Regions from separate parts of the Mus musculus genome. Here all the other regions are linked to region 1. The links are chromatin contacts, called in public HiCAR-type, HiChIP or PLAC-seq and promoter capture Hi-C maps. All regions are on one chromosome and are shown on one strand. The core of a region is the stretch at or near the end of the contact, and the rest is flanking DNA. Distances in the headings are between cores, read along the strand shown. Region 1 holds the start of Endod1 (endonuclease domain containing 1). Region 2 has its middle 77 kb from the start of Fam76b. Region 3 holds the start of Ankrd49 (ankyrin repeat domain 49). Region 4 has its middle 80 kb from the start of 1700019J19Rik. Region 5 has its middle 5.4 kb from the start of Gm10706. Region 6 has its middle 16 kb from the start of 1700019J19Rik.

Evidence for each region. Promoter capture Hi-C pulls out the DNA fragments that hold promoters and counts their contacts. HiCAR-type assays count read pairs that join an accessible place to other places. HiChIP or PLAC-seq counts read pairs in DNA pulled down with a chosen protein or histone mark. Capture Hi-C pulls out chosen DNA fragments and counts their contacts.
Region 2: a HiCAR-type map of Th17 cells shows a contact between it and region 1, with 5 times the contacts expected there. The contact joins the enhancer-like site here to the promoter of Endod1 in region 1. A contact is called at or near these places in 14 of 39 promoter capture datasets (the 3T3-L1 cell line, 3T3-L1-derived adipocytes, the C10 cell line and 10 more), 2 of 15 datasets of contacts at CTCF or cohesin (the NIH/3T3 cell line and large pre-B cells), 4 of 484 Hi-C or Micro-C datasets (bone marrow-derived macrophages, cerebellar granule neurons, cerebral cortex and 1 more), 24 of 115 datasets of contacts at active chromatin or transcription factors (the 230-238 cell line, SST interneurons, T-cell acute lymphoblastic leukemia and 17 more) and 4 of 9 other capture datasets (adipose tissue, embryonic stem cells, liver and 1 more).
Region 3: a contact with region 1 is called in a promoter capture Hi-C map of adipose tissue. The contact joins the promoter of Ankrd49 here to the promoter of Endod1 in region 1. A contact is called at or near these places in 21 of 39 promoter capture datasets (the 3T3-L1 cell line, 3T3-L1-derived adipocytes, the C10 cell line and 14 more), 3 of 484 Hi-C or Micro-C datasets (the G1E-ER4 cell line, muscle stem cells and pre-B cells), 5 of 115 datasets of contacts at active chromatin or transcription factors (the SCID.adh cell line, bone marrow-derived macrophages, large pre-B cells and 2 more) and 3 of 9 other capture datasets (adipose tissue, embryonic stem cells and pancreatic islet).
Region 4: a contact with region 1 is called in a promoter capture Hi-C map of second pharyngeal arch cranial neural crest, with 2.3 times the contacts expected there. The contact joins the enhancer-like site here to the promoter of Endod1 in region 1. A contact is called at or near these places in 4 of 39 promoter capture datasets (the HPC-7 cell line, cranial neural crest, liver and 1 more), 5 of 115 datasets of contacts at active chromatin or transcription factors (the NIH/3T3 cell line, astrocytes, bone marrow-derived macrophages and 2 more) and 3 of 9 other capture datasets (adipose tissue, embryonic stem cells and liver).
Region 5: an H3K4me3 HiChIP or PLAC-seq map of pro-B cells shows a contact between it and region 1, with 3 times the contacts expected there. The contact joins the enhancer-like site here to the promoter of Endod1 in region 1. A contact is called at or near these places in 15 of 39 promoter capture datasets (the 3T3-L1 cell line, the C10 cell line, the HPC-7 cell line and 8 more), 3 of 484 Hi-C or Micro-C datasets (the C2C12 cell line, adipose-derived mesenchymal stem cells and embryonic stem cells), 16 of 115 datasets of contacts at active chromatin or transcription factors (the 230-238 cell line, the NIH/3T3 cell line, the SCID.adh cell line and 11 more) and 1 of 9 other capture datasets (embryonic stem cells).
Region 6: a contact with region 1 is called in an H3K4me3 HiChIP or PLAC-seq map of bone marrow-derived macrophages, with 2.9 times the contacts expected there. The contact joins the enhancer-like site here to the promoter of Endod1 in region 1. A contact is called at or near these places in 4 of 39 promoter capture datasets (the C10 cell line, embryonic stem cells, hippocampal neurons and 1 more), 5 of 115 datasets of contacts at active chromatin or transcription factors (bone marrow-derived macrophages, double positive thymocytes and embryonic stem cells) and 2 of 9 other capture datasets (adipose tissue and liver).

What each region holds. Positions count from the first base shown.
Region 1 is chr9:14,379,843-14,382,730 of GRCm38.p6, reverse strand. Endod1 (endonuclease domain containing 1) reads left to right here and starts at 1,489. Exons shown (of 2, transcript NM_028013.3): 1 at 1,489-2,060. The coding sequence starts at 1,761.
Region 2 is chr9:13,903,040-13,905,927 of GRCm38.p6, reverse strand. No RefSeq gene overlaps it. Among named protein-coding and RNA genes, the nearest start is that of Fam76b, 77 kb to the right of the region's middle. Within about 2 kb of position 1,412, at least 18 of the 459 cell types and tissues checked have an H3K27ac peak or open chromatin away from gene starts, as enhancers often do. A contact at or near this core is called in SST interneurons, Th17 cells, cerebral cortex and 1 more, where this site is marked.
Region 3 is chr9:14,783,189-14,786,076 of GRCm38.p6, reverse strand. It overlaps Ankrd49 (ankyrin repeat domain 49), which reads left to right and starts at 1,504. Exons shown (of 3, transcript NM_019683.4): 1 at 1,504-1,557. Mre11a (MRE11A homolog A, double strand break repair nuclease) reads right to left here and starts at 1,423. Exons shown (of 20, transcript NM_018736.3): 1 at 1,320-1,423; 2 at 549-646. The coding sequence starts at 568.
Region 4 is chr9:14,008,252-14,011,139 of GRCm38.p6, reverse strand. No RefSeq gene overlaps it. Among named protein-coding and RNA genes, the nearest start is that of 1700019J19Rik, 80 kb to the left of the region's middle. Within about 2 kb of position 1,434, at least 46 of the 459 cell types and tissues checked have an H3K27ac peak or open chromatin away from gene starts, as enhancers often do. A contact at or near this core is called in second pharyngeal arch cranial neural crest, where this site is marked.
Region 5 is chr9:14,697,656-14,700,543 of GRCm38.p6, reverse strand. No RefSeq gene overlaps it. Among named protein-coding and RNA genes, the nearest start is that of Gm10706, 5.4 kb to the left of the region's middle. Within about 2 kb of position 1,448, at least 42 of the 459 cell types and tissues checked have an H3K27ac peak or open chromatin away from gene starts, as enhancers often do. A contact at or near this core is called in the 230-238 cell line, T-cell acute lymphoblastic leukemia, pro-B cells and 1 more, where this site is marked.
Region 6 is chr9:14,072,996-14,075,883 of GRCm38.p6, reverse strand. No RefSeq gene overlaps it. Among named protein-coding and RNA genes, the nearest start is that of 1700019J19Rik, 16 kb to the left of the region's middle. Within about 2 kb of position 1,508, at least 62 of the 459 cell types and tissues checked have an H3K27ac peak or open chromatin away from gene starts, as enhancers often do. A contact at or near this core is called in bone marrow-derived macrophages, where this site is marked.

The sequences.
Region 1 (2,888 bases), core at 240-2,739:
CAAAATATTTATAATTTTATCCTTGGAAAGTAAACATGTGAGCAATCAAAAGCAAAATCAAAAACAGTGTCTTTTGCTATGAGCACAAGGAAGTCAAGTCGACAGTATTATCAACATTAGATGTTTATATCTGGCAGCAGCCCACAGGAGGCTTGGATAAAACTGAAGCCTACTGTGGGTCTGAGGCAGTGGGGCAGAGATATGTACACAGCTAGAGTCCTGGGTGTTAGAGCTGTCCACATTGACTCTCACTGACCTGACGCTCACCAAGGAAGCCAAGCTGATCTTCAAGCCCCAAGAACTTAGCTGTTTCTGTGCCCCCAACATGAGATCACAAGTCTGTGCCACCTTGCCCTGCTTTTCTTTTTAAACTCAGGTTCTGTGCATCAAACGCAAACAGATCCTCTTGCTTATATCTGGACCCCCGCTGCCAAGTTTGCGTGGCAGTCACTGTGACCATGAAGCCATCTCCCCAACCTGGTTATGGTAGAAAGATCCAAGCTTTCAGTGATGTTTTATTTATTTATTTTGTTTGTTTGTTTGTTTGTTGAAACGGTCTTGATTTGTAGTCCAGGCTGGTCTTAACCTCTGTCCCGGAATTACGAGCCTAAGTCGCCCTTCTCAGTTCCCTAACCTAATGTATACTGTTGCTCCAGACCTCAGTTTTATTTTTAAACTAAATTAATTACTTCAGTTTGAGTCAGGGTCCAAGAAGCCCATTCTGCCTTTGAACTCCTGGTCCCTGTGCACACCACCACAGCTAGTTATTTACTGGGAGTGGGAACCGGGGCTGGGCTTCTTAATCCTAGTCAATCACTCTGCTCACATCCCAGCCAGATTCCTCTGCTCTTTATTCCACCAGCCTGTCTCAAGTCCCTCCCACATTCTTTTCCCCTCTGGGAAAGTCCAGCTTGGGGCTGCCTTCCTCAGGGTGTCAGTTCAGATATCATCTTTTCAGGCCAACTTCCTTCACTGTATCCTAAAACCCTGTAGGAGTCACGCAGTGGATTAACACTGGGTTTTCAGTGATTCCGTAAACAGCATGTTTTGTTTGTTTGTTTGTTTGTTTGCTTGTTTTTTAATTAATACTAGGCTCACCAAACAGAGATCCTGCTCTTGTCGGTTATCACTCTACTAATTCAAGGTGGGGGTGTGCAGAGGCATGTGAGCAGTGGGATGAATACAGGGTGTTGGCTGTCTTGTTCCCTTCTGAGTTTCGGTTTGATATCTAATGCTCATACCAAGTAAACCACGGCCGGGCTGTGCTGTCTGCCTAAGAACTTCCTTTATCAGTATTTATTTATTTATTTATTTATTTATTTATTTATTTATTTATTTATTTATTTATTTATTTAGCAGGGTCTTACGGATCCCCCTGCCTCTACCAAAAACCCGGCTTTAACAGGGTTTCTTAACTGGGGTCTGATGCGGAAGGGTAGGCACCGTCTCCTCTGTGGACATCTCCCCATCCCGGAGGAACCTGGTGCACGCAAGGTCCGACTTCTCAGCGCCAGCCCTGGGGACAGCCCCTTGGGCTAAGCCAGTCCAGCGCGGAGGGGGAGCTCTGGCACACAGCAGCGCCGCGGCAGGTGTCCGGTCTCCAGGGGTGGGTGCAGCCGCAGAAAGCCGCGGCTGAGCACTGCAGCCATCTTCGGGGTGGAGGCGGAGAAGGGGCGCGGCCTTGGCCCAGAGCCGCCCCGCCAGAGAGGCTCACCGCGGACTTCCCTGCTCTAGCGGCGCCCGGCCGCGCAGAGGCCGCCATGGGCTGTGCGCGCTGGCTGGCGCTGGGCGGCCTCCTGGCCCTGGCAGGGCTGTTGCAGGCCCGGCTGCTGCTCCCGCAGCAAGCGGGCTTCGGCGAATGCGACCGTTTCTTCTACAAGGGGACCCCACCCGCCGGGCTGGCGACCGAAGCGCACGTGAGGATCTGTCAACGCTTCGCGGGCTCCGAGCGCTTCGCCACTCTGTACAGTCCTGGCCACCGCATCCCCGTGTTCTCCGCGTTTCGCGCTGCGCGCCCGGCGTCCCGCAGTGCCGAGCAGCGCGGGCTGCTGGAGCCGCAGGTAAGCAGGACTCGGGAGAACCGGGATCTGAAGTTCAGATCTACCCCCCAGCGTCTCCCCATCCCCAAACTGCAGCCTGCCTTGCCTGGGTGGGAGTCTCCACTTAAGCCGCAGGGGCGGGAGGTTCCCCGAGGAGATGGCCCTCCCTCCTCTTGGGCTCAGACGTCTGCAGTGTCTGGTTGGTTTCCTGGGTAGTAGAGAACATGAACTGGGAGACAGCCCTTGGTGGCCAAGACCGGGCAGATCCGCGGGAAGCACAAGCTTCCCAGGCCCGCCCACATCCCCTCAGCAACATTTGGGCGGTGGGCAAGTTCACCCCACTTTACAGGAAGCAGCTCCAGACAAGGAGGGGTGAAGGAGCTTGCAGAAGACCACCCAGCTGGTGAGATGAGTGAGCTGGTCTTGAGGCTAGAAAATCACTGCCCTTTCTGCTAGGGGAAAGCTTCTGACAGTGCAAGGACTTTGGGAAGCTCAGTGGGGGTAGTACCCACGCAGAAAGGACAAACCAGTTTTTCCTGAATCTTCGTATCTGTAGATTATCAGACCATTGCAATCAAGTGACCTTTCACAGTGTTGGGTCTGTCTGGCGGCAGGGATCAAACACCGAGAAAGCCTTCCATGGGCCATACAGAAACTGCTGACTGGCTCTCCTCTGCCAGGTCTCCGCAGTAAGACACCCTGTCCTGCCTCTCTGACTTCTCCCCAGCCTTCCAGCCCTGTGTGTCCCAGAGCCCTTGGTTCCTGCCGGCCACCAATACAAAGCTTCTGGCTTTCAGGTGTCTCCACCTGAAAGTATGGATTGTACCTTGGTCATATTTCCAGCTACCA
Region 2 (2,888 bases), core at 163-2,662, 480 kb after region 1:
CCGAGGCCTGAGAGCTGGAGAGCTGGCTGTGTCTGCAGGCCTGAGAGAGGGAGAGCTGGCTGTGTCTGCACTGCGAGGCTTTCCGAGGCCTGAGAGAGGGAGAGCTGGCTGTGTTTCTGTTGAGGCTTTGTATCCGCCTTTTTAAACTTCAGGGTGTTCTGCGAAACCCCTTGTTTCCAGTGACTCATCTTGAAATCACTGATTTCATCTTCCCAATTCTTCACAAAGCCAGAAAGGAAGATCATCAGTCCGACATTGTTTGCCCCTCCGAACACACCTGCCCTGCAACCTGAAGACTCCAGAGCTTGCTGTAATGGGCCAACTAAACACGTTGTGTTTCCTCCTTCGCAGGAGCAGAAATCTGTCTGGAAGACATGGCTCCCACCTGCTGCATCCACCTGCACGTTCCCAAAAATGTCTGGGAAGGATTTGCCTAAGTTAGTTGCACATAGTTCTGGAACATCTACTTTTGTGTCAGACGGTGACTGCCTTCTGGGCATGCGGCTGGCAGACAGATGGGCTCCCTTCGCCTCCAAGCTCTAGGAGGCGTAAGGAGATGAACACACGGATGCCGGACAGGCTTAGTCCAGATCAGGAAGGACCGAGTGACAGGTGTGAATGATGGCTGTGGCGGGTGTCAGAGGGCAACCCTTCTAAAGGAATGTCTGACCAGATTGCCACAGAGACAAGATCTGAAAGATTCTGGTAGAAAGAACAGCCTTGGTGAGAGAAGCCCGTAGCAAGGGAAGGGAGAACTGGGTGAGGCCAGAGGTCTCATCAGGACCTAGACCCATGGTAGAGATTTTGAATCTTATTCCGAGTGCACTGAGAAGGCATTGAAGGAGCCCGAGTCTAAATTTTGGACCATTGGTGTAGACCAGCTGTTATGAGGCAGAAAGACCAGTTACTAATGTCTTGGGGGTGTGGCCTCTGTTTCCATACCTGCACATATACAAGCAGCACTAAGGGATAATATATGTGTGTGTGTGTGTGTGTGTGTGTGTATGTATGTATGTATATATATATATATATATATATATATATTTTTTTTTTTTTTTTAAGGAAAGAAAAAGAATGTTTGGAGGAAAATGGGTTTCAGAGCCGACAGGGAGCTGGAAGGAAAGAATGAATGTACATAATCAAGACACATTGTATACATATATAAAGTTTTCAAGGAATAAATAAAAGTATTGTTTAAAAAAAAAAGAAAGAAACGATCATGCTTGGGCTGAAAAGTCCAGAGAAGATGGGAGAAGGTGAATGTCTTTCCGGGGAGAACCACACAGGCCAAAGCAAATGAGCAGCACTTCCCCTAAATGTTTAGTCATGACTGGTAACCATTTCCTGAACCTTGGCAGTGTATCAGAGGCAGAGCTCTAGGGAGAGACTGGGGGCTGATGCGGTGCTGAAGACATCCATTTGAGTTACATTTTAGTCATCTACATAGAAATGTCAAGCAGGCAGCAGGATATGCAACAGAAGAGCTGGTGGAGGAGGCCATTCCTGGAACTATATGGAAGGTGCTTTAATGCTCCTGAGAGAGGGGGCCTTGCAGAGTGCTGGCTGAGCATTCACACCTAACCATGTGCAATCCCCTGCAAGTTGTATGTGTAGCTGTCATCTGGTTTCCCTATCACCCGGGCCTTTCGGGCCTTTCCTTTGTTGTCCAGATCTTCTTAAAATAACCACCCAAGCCAAAAGGGCACTGTCACAAACCTACCCTTGTCAGACAATAACCTGCTTTCTATGACAATACAGAGAGTCTGAGAGTATTCATAGGGAGAAGGCTTCTGCCCAGACACTTAGCCCCCAGGCCATCCCTCAGGCCCCACTGTCCCTCCAGCCCTCCTGTGCTCTGCATTTTCTTTGTATTGGTCCCTGGTCACCTCTGCGCCCACTTTGGAGCCTTGATTTTACTTCCTAACCAGTCAACGTTTTGACTCCTAAAGGTTTTCTTATTCCCAGGTACATTTGTTTTTTCACAACAAGGTTGGAAGATCAAAGGTTCTCCAGTTCCTACAAATGATTCTCGATTGGGGGAATTTCATGTAGAACCTTCCAGTCTCAGCACACGGATTGATTTTTTTTTTTCCCATGGCTACATTGTCCATAGTTTCTCACCATTTCCACCTCAAATCCCTTTGTGGGGAAACTAGGAAGCATTCTGTAAGGTGGATAAAATTGAGGCTCCTATGTAAAGGGAAGTAAGCTGCTCATGGTGAGCCAACTCCATGTTCATGCTTGAGAGAGGCAAAGAGATGACTAAACTCTTAGAAACAGAATGAGGTTTCTAGGGGATGAGGGGAGAGGCAAACAGAGAGACATTTAGTAGGTAGAGAGTTTCAGTTTTGTAAGATAAAAATCATTCTAGAGATAGACTTTAGAACAATGTGAATTTAACCTACCGAACCATGCCCTTAACACTACTAAGCTATGAACTTAAGAACCTCTCGGAAGATAAACTGCATGTTATGCTAAAACCACAGTTAAAACTTAAAACTAGCGAAACCTAAAAGAACAAGCCCCAGAGATCAGTACAAAAAGATGCAAACCATTGTAGCTTAGAAAACCATTTCTCCAAAATGAAGAATACAAAACAATTGATCGATGTACCAATATCCTAAGCCCAATAAACAAGCAAATATAGTTCTGCCAATTACACAGAGCTTTGTTGGCCATTCTCCCTCCGGGATTCTCCCCAGAGAAAATTAAACCCAAGTCATCATCTTGGTTTTGCCCATCTCAAGCAGAAAGTCCAATTAAATCAAGTACTAATATTTTAGATCACTGAAGACGAGCTCCTTCCCTTCCCTCAAGCCCCTCCTTGCCATGACCCAGCAGGACATCTCTTCTGTGAACAGCCATGCTAGCCAATAGCCAATGTTCTC
Region 3 (2,888 bases), core at 255-2,754, 400 kb before region 1:
CAAACTTCTCAGCTCCCACAGCTGTACCCTTCCACTCTCATTCAGACCTCAAAATTAACTGGAAAGGAGTATTATTAGTCTAGTTATGCAAATGAAAATAAAACCAGGCAAGCCAGAGAACTGCTGATCTTCCTAACATTAAACAGCTAATTTTGACCAAGAACTTGAAACCAGAGTGGAAGACACCACTCGTGTTCAAGGATTTTCTTCTGCCACCTGACTTCTATAGTCCTTTTATTTCTTTCCATTTTGTTCAAATTCACTTCAACTAGGGTAACTTACTCTAAAGGACTATTTATAGACTCGAGACTAAGACAAAGCCAGAGAGCATGAGCCTCCCTGCATGGCCATGTAATTACTGCAACACATTCATCTATTGCTCCACCTCATTATTTATTTATTTATTGCTAATAAGCATAAGTATGTGCTTTTAATTATGCATGACAGACGTTTTGGGGGATACTCTATCCATTATTAAATTCTGTTGCTGTTTATATTAAAATATCACTTTTCTCGTAAGGTCATCACAATTAATATGTCAGGCTTACAGTGGATCTGTGGGGCTCATTTTTATAGTAGAGTTCCTCTGTACCAGGTTCCTCTCCAAGTGTTCAGGTATGTCAGAAAAACCACTCGAATCCAAACTCTAAAAATAAATACCAAAATGCACATATTATAAAGGTTGCACATATTTCACTAACATGAGCTCAGTTGCAGGGTAGACTTTTTGAACAAGCGCTAGTGATTTTGAGAAAGTCCTATGTACGTCTTCAACACTTACTATAATTGTTTCATGACCTAAGAACAGAAAGCCACATCCTGAAGTGAAGTCCTAATTGCACTATCACTACTATTTCTCTACTATCTTCTTCATGAGATTGGTGTGTAGTAAACCCCTGGACAGGAAAAATGAAACGTAACTTTCTACGTGCATAATTTAAGCTGCTCCGCGCAGGACTTTGAATCAGAGGCCACCCCATACTCTTAACACTAACATGGGTTTTATGGGGCAGCCCACATTTAAAGACAGAATAAATAACCAACACATGGTCTAAGTGGAACACCTCGCATCCCCAGCTCGGCGAAGGCGGCGCTGCCACTACAGGAGACCTCCCACCCGCGGGACTCCGAGGCGGACTCCGAGGCGGAACGCAGAGCCCGCATCCCTCCATGCCCACCCGGCCCGTCTTCCCTAACGGCCCCACGCACTCGGGGCTTCCGTTCGCCCCGGACCCGCACGCTACAAGACCGTAGCAAAGCCTAAGTTACCCAACATGGACTTGTCAGAGTCGACCAGGGAGGCCACAAGCCATCTCTACCTCAGGAAAAGGGGGCGGGAGTCTCCAGAACCACAAGAAAACCGCTCCCAGAAACCTGAATTAGGCGCGGGAGAGCGGCATCCGTACTTCTCGCGAGATCCATTGATGACGTGACATCACAGAATGTCTAGATTCTCATTGGCTACAGAATGGCTCCGTCACCTCACAGGAGCCAATCCTGAGCAGCGAAGGGGCGAACCCGGAAAGGAAGTTCTCGGTGAGGTTCTCTCTGTGAAAGGTGAGGCGCGTGTCCGGAGCGGTGGGGCGGGCGGCTGTGGGCGGCCGGCCACCTCGCAGGTAGCATCGTGGCAGAGTCTTCGCTTTGCGATTCGGAAGGCCTCGCCTGCTAGACCAAAGACCTTTCTTCCCTGCTTCCCCTGACGATCGCCCCAGAAGCCTCGGTTTTGTGTTTTCAGAGAACCTTGAAGAAAGTGCAGTAGAAATGATTTGGAGCCTTGAGTTAGAGCAGACCCCCTCAGGACCTCAGAAGGGCCCGTGTACCGCAGCGACAGTGATCTGTCAGTACCCGAGCGCAGGCCTCTGAAATGGGGGGCTCCACCCAATGAGATGAGAACTGGAACAGTTGCTATCTCTCTCAAAATGGAGGGTTCCCTTTAAATTAGGAAATGCATCCTATTCCTCCATAATAGTATGCATCGAGCTTTATACCCAGAGTCGAGATACATTTGGGTTTGATTTTTTAATTAAGCATACCAAGACAATAAGTTAAGAATTAATATGAAGGAGTTTTCAGGTGTGGGAAGGGGGGCTGCGATCTGTGCCATATTTTGGTTAGTGACATCTGTTAAGCGCTTAATGAATTGGTGTATAGTAGCTTTTTAAAAAATGAGTTTGAAGTGAAAGGAAATATTGAAAATGTTAAGAAAATAGTTCTGATAGTTCTTTTAAAAAAGAAAAAAGAAAAACACAATGCTGCCAAAACCTTAACAAATCCCTTAATGGAGTTTATAGGCCCTAAGAAGTCATTGGTCATGATTCTGATACTCTTGTCACTAGTGATGAAGCTTAATTGGACAATGGAATATTAAACTTGAAATTAAGTAGAACAAATCTATGAGGAGTGTGTATAACTAAGTTCCTCTTAGAGGCCATTCAGAGCAAGATTAAATGATAGGTCTTAAGTTTAATGATACAAATAGTTCTTAATGCAGGTTACATACAAATGGCATAATAATCTGTGTTAAAGATGGCCTATCCTTAAAAGCTTAATAGCAAAACAATATAAGACATAGCACCTGAAATAATAAACATTAGATTCTAATTGGGTCAACAGAAAGAAGTGGTAACACTAACAATAGCAACAAAAAACTGCCAAATTCAACAAATATGGTTAAAAGATTGATGGTTTTCAAAGTAACTTCTCATTTTCTTTAAGGCTTATGTGCTAGGTAACTCTTGAAGTTGATGTCAGTGTATAAATTAATATGGCAGTTTATCAGAAGACTAATCTTTTAGGACTGGGTGAACTATGGTCCTCCTGTGTACTCACTGTCAGGACTCCATCAGTTTTAACATACCTAAATTAATAGATTAAAATTAAGATAGTTG
Region 4 (2,888 bases), core at 185-2,684, 370 kb after region 1:
TGCATGTAACATACACCTGTGCATATGTACACTTGTGCTTCACTCTCTGAGCGAATTTCAAGCTTGTCTCAGTGCTAACAATATTTACTGTGCCCACATGTTAGTTCTTCAGGATTTGACCACACAAAGCACAGGCATCTTCTGAACGCACCGATCTGCCTTGGTCCTGTGACATTTAGTGGTGTTTACAAAGAAGTGGAGAGAAGAGGAAACAGAGGCCAAGGGCCAACAGATGTCCATCCTGCAAAACACTCTGAAGGAGGCAAGGAGGCAGCATTGCTTCTGGGACCCCAGTAGCTCAGAGAGCAGGAAACTCCTCCCACAGAATGCAAGATAACCAAGAAACAACCTCTTGGGATACCTCCCAGGCTACCCCATGGTCTGCACTGAGAACTGAGCTGTCATTCATCAACAGTGTTGAGAACGTCAAATGTTAGCTACAGACATGACATCAGCGCTGGTGGGGGACTTCCCAGACAAGGCCAAAATTTCACTGCACAATTAATTTACTGATTGCTGTGATGATTATGGGATGTCATAAGATTTGCATGGCTGTCCATGGAAGTTCACTCTCTTCTGGGTTAGGGTCTGAGAAGAATCCTTTTGCATTGTGTGATGTCATCAGAGTAGGAAATGCACTCACAGCAGCAGTTTAAGCCCAGCTCCTCTTTCGGAAGGCCCCATGTCAAACCTGAGCCCTAGTGGTGACCTTTTCAATTGCTTCCATTCATCAGGCAGGCAGGCAGGAACCACGATTTCACGAGCTATGAATCAGTCTTTTCACCAGGAAATTGGTTTTTGAAAGAGCCTGGTGGTGATGACTAAGAGGTTTTATACACTGGAGTTTCAGTTAATGTCTGTGGTTTCTTGTTTGTTTGTTTGTTTATGTTTTATGACTTGAGGGAAAAATTCAAATCTAAAACTAGATTTCTATTTCTCTACATGGATCTTTGTAAATATACCAACAGTGCTGTGTGTTTGTCTGTGTGACTATGTATGTGCATGTGTGTTTATGTGTGCCTGTGTGTATTTGTCTCTGTGTGTGTCTCCTTGTATGTTAATGTGTATATGAGAGTTTATGTGTAGTATATTTGTGTGTTGGTGTGTTTGTGTAGATTTGTGTTTATGTGAGTGTTAGTGTCTGTGTCTCTCTGTGTGTGTGTGTGTATTGCAGAAGGCAGTATTATAATTTGACATTTTTTTGAGTTAACAACTTTTTTATTAGATATTTTCTTTATTTACATTTCAAAGGCTATCCCAAAAGTCCCCTATACCCTCCTGCTACCCTGCTCCCCAACCTACCCACTCCCGCTTTTTCATTTTCATTGCTGTTTCTTGACATAGTGGGGTTTTAAAGGTTTATTCAGAAGTGCAGGGGGAAAAAAAACAAGGAAAAATGCCCGTCTTGCAAATCAACATATGTTTCTAATTTTAAATCTAAAATAACAAGACAGGAGCGAAGGCAAGCTGTGCAGGCTTTCTGTAGGGCTGTAGGTCTGGGAAGGCAAGGTCTCTTCTTAAATTTATTTACAACTTCAGCATTCATTACCCAATGGAAATAATTGTTTGGAATGAAACGAACGTATTAAGAAACAATTGTTGAGGACCACATCTGTGTAGGAGTTTGGATAAAATCTAGTTAGGGATAGAAAACAAAGCAAATACTCAGATGGGCATGGTGGCTCAAACCTAAGATTCCAGCACTCAAGAGGCCGGAAGATCATTATGAGGTTGAGGCCAGCCTGGGCTTCATAGTGAGCCCCACACCAGTCTGAGCTATAGCACTGAGACCCTGTTCCCTTGCTTCTCAAGCTTACTGATGCTGGGAGCCTTTAATACAGTACTTCAGGGTGTGGTGATCCCAAGCAAAAGTTATTTTCATTGCCATTCTAACTGTAATTTTGCTCCTGTTACAAATCATAATATAAATATCTTATATGCAGTATACCTGACATGCAATCCCAATGAAAGGGTTATTTGAGACCCCAAAAGGGCCATGGTCTATAGGTTGAGAACCACTAACCTGACTATAGAAATAAACAGCCACTCCAAGATGATAAATGGCTAACTTTTGTGCAGATATTTTTCAGGTGTTCAAAAAAGAAGTTGACCTAGTCTGAGAAGGATTGGTGGGTGAGGAGTTTTGGATCTATGTCCTGAAGAGGGCTAGAAGGACATTGTGGGCAAAGAGAGTGTTCAGTGATAGAGAGGAGCAAGCTCATCAGGTCATAGAGAATGGTTTCTGTGCATGGAGCTGTGTGTGCACACTGAGGATGTAGGCAGAAAGCAGACTAGTGGACTAGCACAACAGGCTTAGGAAACTGTTGCTATTTTTGTTGCAGTCCAATACTGGTTACACAGTGTCAATGAGTCTTTGAAGGTGGGTGTTGTGGCGCAGAGAAGGGCAGAGTAGAAAATGGCTCGTTTTTTTCTACACGCTACAAGAAAGCTGAGGGACTGGGCAATAGCAGTGGTACTTGACTGGCACAGGGTGGCTTTTATTTGAGAGATGTCCATTGGGTTAGGGTTCCCACCATGAAATTCCTGCCATGCAAATGAAGACAGTCCTGCTGGCTGCTATTTCACAGTGGGGACTGGGTTTATACGGCAGCCACTGGGTGGTACCAGATTGATTCTAATTAGCCAAAAACTGTTGTTTTCTTTTATGGTATCATTTATGCCTGTGGGTCCTGATAGTAACCAATGCCCTATATTCCATTGGGTACAATGATGTTTTAAGCAGGGTGAGGAAATTAGAATGGGTAAACTAATGAATCATTGCCTAGACCCAAGGTGACCACATAGATGTTGGGTAAGGCCTTATCTATCATTAGATGCCAGAATAGCCCCCAACAAACATGTATTAAAAGAAAGATTCAGAGTAGGAA
Region 5 (2,888 bases), core at 199-2,698, 320 kb before region 1:
AAAAGTTTTGAAGAAGGAAAGACTATTTCCAAAATCTTCCCATGGTGTAAGGTCATAGGAAGTTGTGTGCGTGTGTGTGTGTGTGCATGCATGTGTGTGCATGCAGGTCTTCTTGAGGCCTTCTTGAGGAGGAGCCAGGTACCTGAGGGACACCAGGCAGCAGTATTGTCACATTGCACTAAAAACATTCGTTTGTTGTTCTTTTCCCCTTCTTCCTTCTTCCCTCCCTCCTTTCCTCTCCTACCTTCTCCTTTCTCTGTCTTGAGACAGTCTTGTCATGGAATCCAGGCTGCTCTAAAACCTGTAACAGTACCCCTGCCTCAGCTCCTGAGTACTGGCACTATGCAGGTAAGCACTACCACACAAGGCCAAAACTTTTTCCTGAGTTGTGTTGGGGAGCTCTGGTCAGACCACTGTCAAGCCTGGCATTCACATTTAATATCCACAGCTGTATGACTAGACTGTATTGAACACTTGGCAACTGATAAAATTATGGATTAGTCACAAGATTAGCCAGAGTTGATGAGATTAACATGTCATGCAAACGGACTTGAGAGAGAAGCCACAACTCTCTCCTGCCTTAATGCACGGTATTGAAAAACTGAGAAAACCTTGCAGGGATTTCATGTGTGAGCTCCTCCTGAGGAAGCTGGGGTCATATACAGGAGTCCTCAGAGACACAAGGCAATGGCAATCTGTGTCATAGTGTCCTTCTGTCAAGCTTTTAAGGTTGCCCGAGTTTGCTGTCTGTTGTGATGAACACCATGAGTGAAAGCAACTTGGGAAAGAAAGGCGTCGGGTGACATGTCCTGATCACACTCCATCACTGACAGAAATCAAGGCAGGAACTCAACAGGAGCAGGAGCAGGAACCACAGAGCAGGAGCAGGAGCAGGAGGAGGAGCAGGAGCAGGAGGAGGAGCAGGAGCAGGAGCAGGAGCAGGAGCAGGAGCAGGAGCAGGAGCAGGAGCAGGAGCAGGAGCAGGAGCAGGAGCAGGAGCAGGAGCAGGAACAGGAACCACGGAGGGCTGCTGCTTGTTTCTCAGCTTCCTTGAATGCAGCCCAGGTCCATCTGTCCAGGGGTGGCACTGCTCGCAGTGGACTAGTCACCTTCACATCTTATCATTAATCAAGAAAACACGGACTTGCCCACAGGCTAATCGGGTGAGGTAATTCCTTATTTGAAGTTTCTGATTCCCAGGTGACTCGAGTTTGTGTTGACTTGATTAAACGAACCAGCACGGGTGGGCTAGAGGCCTATCTAACCAGATGCCTTGTATTAATCAGTGTGCATGAAGTCTATGTCCCTTGTCTAACCAGCTTTGCCCCTGTCGAGGGTGCCTTTCTGAATAGATCCACCAGAGGGCGCATGTACACTGTCCTTTACTGTGCTGGGAGCTGCAATGCTTAGAGAATCAACTTTGAGTTAACTCCAGAGAGCAGCATAGGATTATGAAATCTGTGCTTAAATTCAGATTCCAACAGGCTGGGCGTTGTGTAGGCTCCTCTTACTCTCTTACACTGTCTTCACCATGAGGAGGAGTGGTCTACACTGCGGGAGACAGACCTTACCACAGAAACAGCTTTTTGTTCTGTTCCTTCAGTGTTGGGGGTCAAACTCAGGGCCTCAAATGTGTCAGGCAATTGTTCTACCATTTAGCTACCATCACCCCCCCCCCCCGCGCGCGCGCACACACACACACACACACACACACACACACACATAGTGATTTCATTGATCATGGATGAAGCCTAAGCATCTAAATGTTTTTAACGCCAGGTTTTAAAAGTGCCACATCCCAGTAATGCTACCAGGCTTCAGGCAGTTGCTACAATAAGCCCCATTCTGGCTCTCCTGCTGTGACCGTCACCTAAGTTAACTAGCATCTCATCAAAGCTGCTGGTTGTAAAGAGAAAAGAAACATGCAGCCAGCTTCAGCGCAGCACTGGGTTTGAGTCCTAGAACTTCCACTTGGCAGCCATGAGACCTTGAGTTAATTAGTCACCCTGAGCCTCAGATCTTATAAAAATCCCTATGCCCGTTGTGTAGAATTATTGTAAGAGCGGTAGACGTCAAAGATAATGTAGCTGGCTTTAGTAAGGAGAACCACATAATAAGATCAGATGATCAGTGAACGGATGACACATTTTAGTCAGCACACTTGTATGCCAGGCACTGTGCTAGACTCAAATCTCATAACTCTGCTTAAAGTGCCACTTTTTTTTCTAGATACTTATCAGTTTCTTTTCTCATTGCTGTGACCAAATGTGTGGCACTAAGCAACTAAAGAGAGGACCGGTTTATTTTGGCTCACAGTTGAGGGGATCAGGGTGTCTTGGATGGGGAGGCATTCAACTGTAGTGTCTGGAGAGGCTGGTGGCTCTCTTCTGTACCCATGGCTCAGAGGCAGAGACAGGACAGGAAGTCCTAGCTCGCCAGCAACCCACTTCCTTCAGCTAAGCCCTGCCTCCTAAAGGTTCCACAACCCTGTACAATAGCGCCACCAGCTGGGAAGGAAGGTTACAGCACACATGAACGTGGCTTAAACACAGGGTTGCAAAGAATTTCACCTTCATGGGGGATTGGAAGGATGTGGAAGAAAACATACTTTAAATACATTCCTGTGGGTGCCATGGAGGTGCAGTAATCGTGTCTCATTTTCTATTTAAAACCTTTGGGAGGAATGAAGATGACAAAGCGACATCGTGACTGTGGCTCCTTCCATGTGGCACAGAACAGAGGCTGTAGACTCGGACCATTTCTTCCCAGCGGAAGACTCCGCCATCTCGCGGCCTTGAGTACTCTTGAACGTGGCCAAGTCTATCTCAGAGATGTGCTAGAATTTCTGGCTCTGTCTACCGCTCCTCCTTCTTTCCTGTCCCCTTTTA
Region 6 (2,888 bases), core at 259-2,758, 310 kb after region 1:
TGCTTCAGTAAGTTACTCCATAGAGACAACTAACAAGAATGGTCCCTTGAGTTAAATTAATTGACTTCTCTGTATGTGCCAGGCATTAGGCTCAGAATTCTCTGTAAATCATGTCAAGGATCCTGTGCACACTGTCATTATCTCACTTGAGTAATGAGTTACAAACGAACATGCCCAATGAATGATGCGTTTAGAGACAGGTGGGGTTATCCTGCCCCACTTTGACTGATATCACTTAGAGAGCAGCTTGATGTCCTGGGCATGTGGCCAGCAAATGAGAGAAGCCTGCACTGTGTGCCAGCGTCCCCAGCTGCTGGCTCAGCGAGTGTCCTTGCATTGTGCTCAGTGTCCAGCAGTGAAAAGAGCTGGCTGGGTAGGATTGTCCTAAACTGTTCTACTGCCCAGGATCTCACTCAGAAGTTGCTTACAAGGCCAGGGTGATCCAGTGCTCCAAAACGTGTTGTTTGCCAGGGACCTGGGAGGAAGGCCCAGGTTACAGACCGCCTTCTTTTTAAATTATTATTTTATTTTAGTTGTTGTTGATGATGATGTTGTTGAAAAATGGGTTTTTGTTCATATACTGTATCCTGGTTGCAGTTCCTACTCTCTCTACTCCTCCAAATTCCTCCTTCCTCCACTTCTTCCAGTTCCTCCTCCCTCTACTCCTCCCAGTTCCTCCTCCCTCTACTCCTCCCATTACCTCTTCCCTCTACTCCTCCCAGTTCCTCCTCCCTCTACTCCTCCCAGTTCCTCCTCCCTCTATTCCTCCCAGTTCCTCCTCCCTCTACTCCTCCCAGATCCTCCTCCCTCTACTCCTCCCATTAACTCCTCCCTCTACTCCTCCCATTACCTCCTCTCTCTACTCCTCCCAGTTCCTCCTCCCTCTACTCCTCCCAGTTCCTCCTCCCTCTACTCCTCCCATTACCTCTTCCCTCCACTCCTCCCATTACCCCTCTCTCTACTCCTCCCTACTTCTCCTCCTTCTACTCCTCCCTATTTCTCCTCTTTCTACTCCTCCCTATTTCTCCCTACCTCTTTTCCCATCAGGATCCATCTCATTTCTGCCTCTCATTAAGAAACAAACAGGCTTCTTAAGGGATAATAATAAAATAGAATAATGAGACCGGTTCATCTGCACACTCACGAATTTCATGCAAACCTTAAACTGGAAGCCACAGTATATATGAAAAAGACCTGTATGATAAAAAGAGAGAAAAAATAAACATAAAGAATTAAATTAGGATTAAAAAGAAGATAATTCAAAAAAAAAAACAAAAACAACCACAAAACCCCCAGCACCCTGATGAGACGTTGTGAGACAAGGAACCTCAACTGTTACCACTGAGTTCATTTTCTGTTGGCATTTACTGCTGGGCACGCAGCCACCTTAGTCATAATTAGTTTCCCTAGTGAGACTTCCTTGGAGGAAACTAAATTGCAAGTGGTTATCAAATGGGTTGATAACTTCTGGGTTAGTGATGACGCCATGTGTCCACTTCTCCTTTCAGTTCTAAGACCCCACGTGGCACAGAGCCATGCAGGCCTCATGCACGCTGCTTCTATCTTTGTGAGCTTATATGTGCGTGGATTCTGTTGATTTAGAGGGCCTCATTTCTTGGTGTCCTCCATTATCTCTGTCCCTTACACTCTTTCTGCCCCCTCTACCACAGCCCTGAGGGGAGGAATTTGATGGAGATGTGCTGTTAAAGCATGAGTGTTCCACACTCCCACTCTCTGGATGGTATGTGGCTGTGGGTCTCTGATTTTCCCTTCTTCTCTAGGGAGAAACCTCTCTGAGGACGCTTGGGCAAGGCACAGAGTTACGAGTATAGCAGAGTGTCATTGAGGGCTATACTACTGCTTTGTTCTTTTTTTTTTTAATTTTTTATTAGGTATTTAGCTCATTTACATTTCCAATGCTATACCAAAAGTCCCCCATACCCACCCACCCCCACTCCCCTACCCACCCACTCCCCCTTTTTGGCCCTGGCGTTCCCCTGTACTGGGGCATATAAATTTTGCGTGTCCAATGGGCCTCTCTTTCCAGTGATGGCCGACTAGGCCATCTTTTGATACATATGCAGCTAGAGTCAAGAGCTCTGGGGTACTGGTTAGTTCTAGAACAAAGATCTAGTATCTAGTATTTTGTTTTACCCTATGTTCCTGGGCTGTCTAGTCTCAGGTTCTTGGTGACACAAGCAGTGCTTCATTTAGTGACAAGAGATGGCTAGTTGGAGTTCTTTCTTCACCATTATTTCATGATTTCTTTTAGATCATGTTCATCTATGAGTATATTTTAGGAAGCTTCAATTGTATTAGGTTTTAATAAATTTTAACTGTTTCTTCCCATATTCCTTTCCTTTCCAGCCCTCCCCTATCCATTGATAACTATCTATCCTATTTCCTTTAGCCACGGAAATGGATCTGTATCCTAGCCCCTTACTCTATGCCTAATCTCTGAGGGTCTATGGATTTTAGCCTGATTATCATTGACTTAACAGATAAAATCTACATATAAACTAATGCATACTATATTTGTCTTTCTTGGTCTGGGTTACCTCATTCAAGATGATTTTTTTTTCTAGTTTCATCAATTTGTCTGTGAATTTCATTGTGGTAGATCAATTCCCATCTACACTGATTTCCAAAGTAGCTGTACAAGTTTTCATTCCCACCAGCAGTGGACGAGTGCTCCCCCCTACTCTACATCCTTGATAGCATGAGCTCTCATTTTTTGTTTTTTTGTTGTTTGGTTTGGTTTGGTTTTTTTTTTTTTTTTATCTTAAACTCTCTAACAGCTGTAAGATGAAATCTCAAAGTAGTTTTCATTTGTACTTCCTTTATGGCTAATGATACTGAAAATTTCTTAATATGTTTCTCAGCCATTT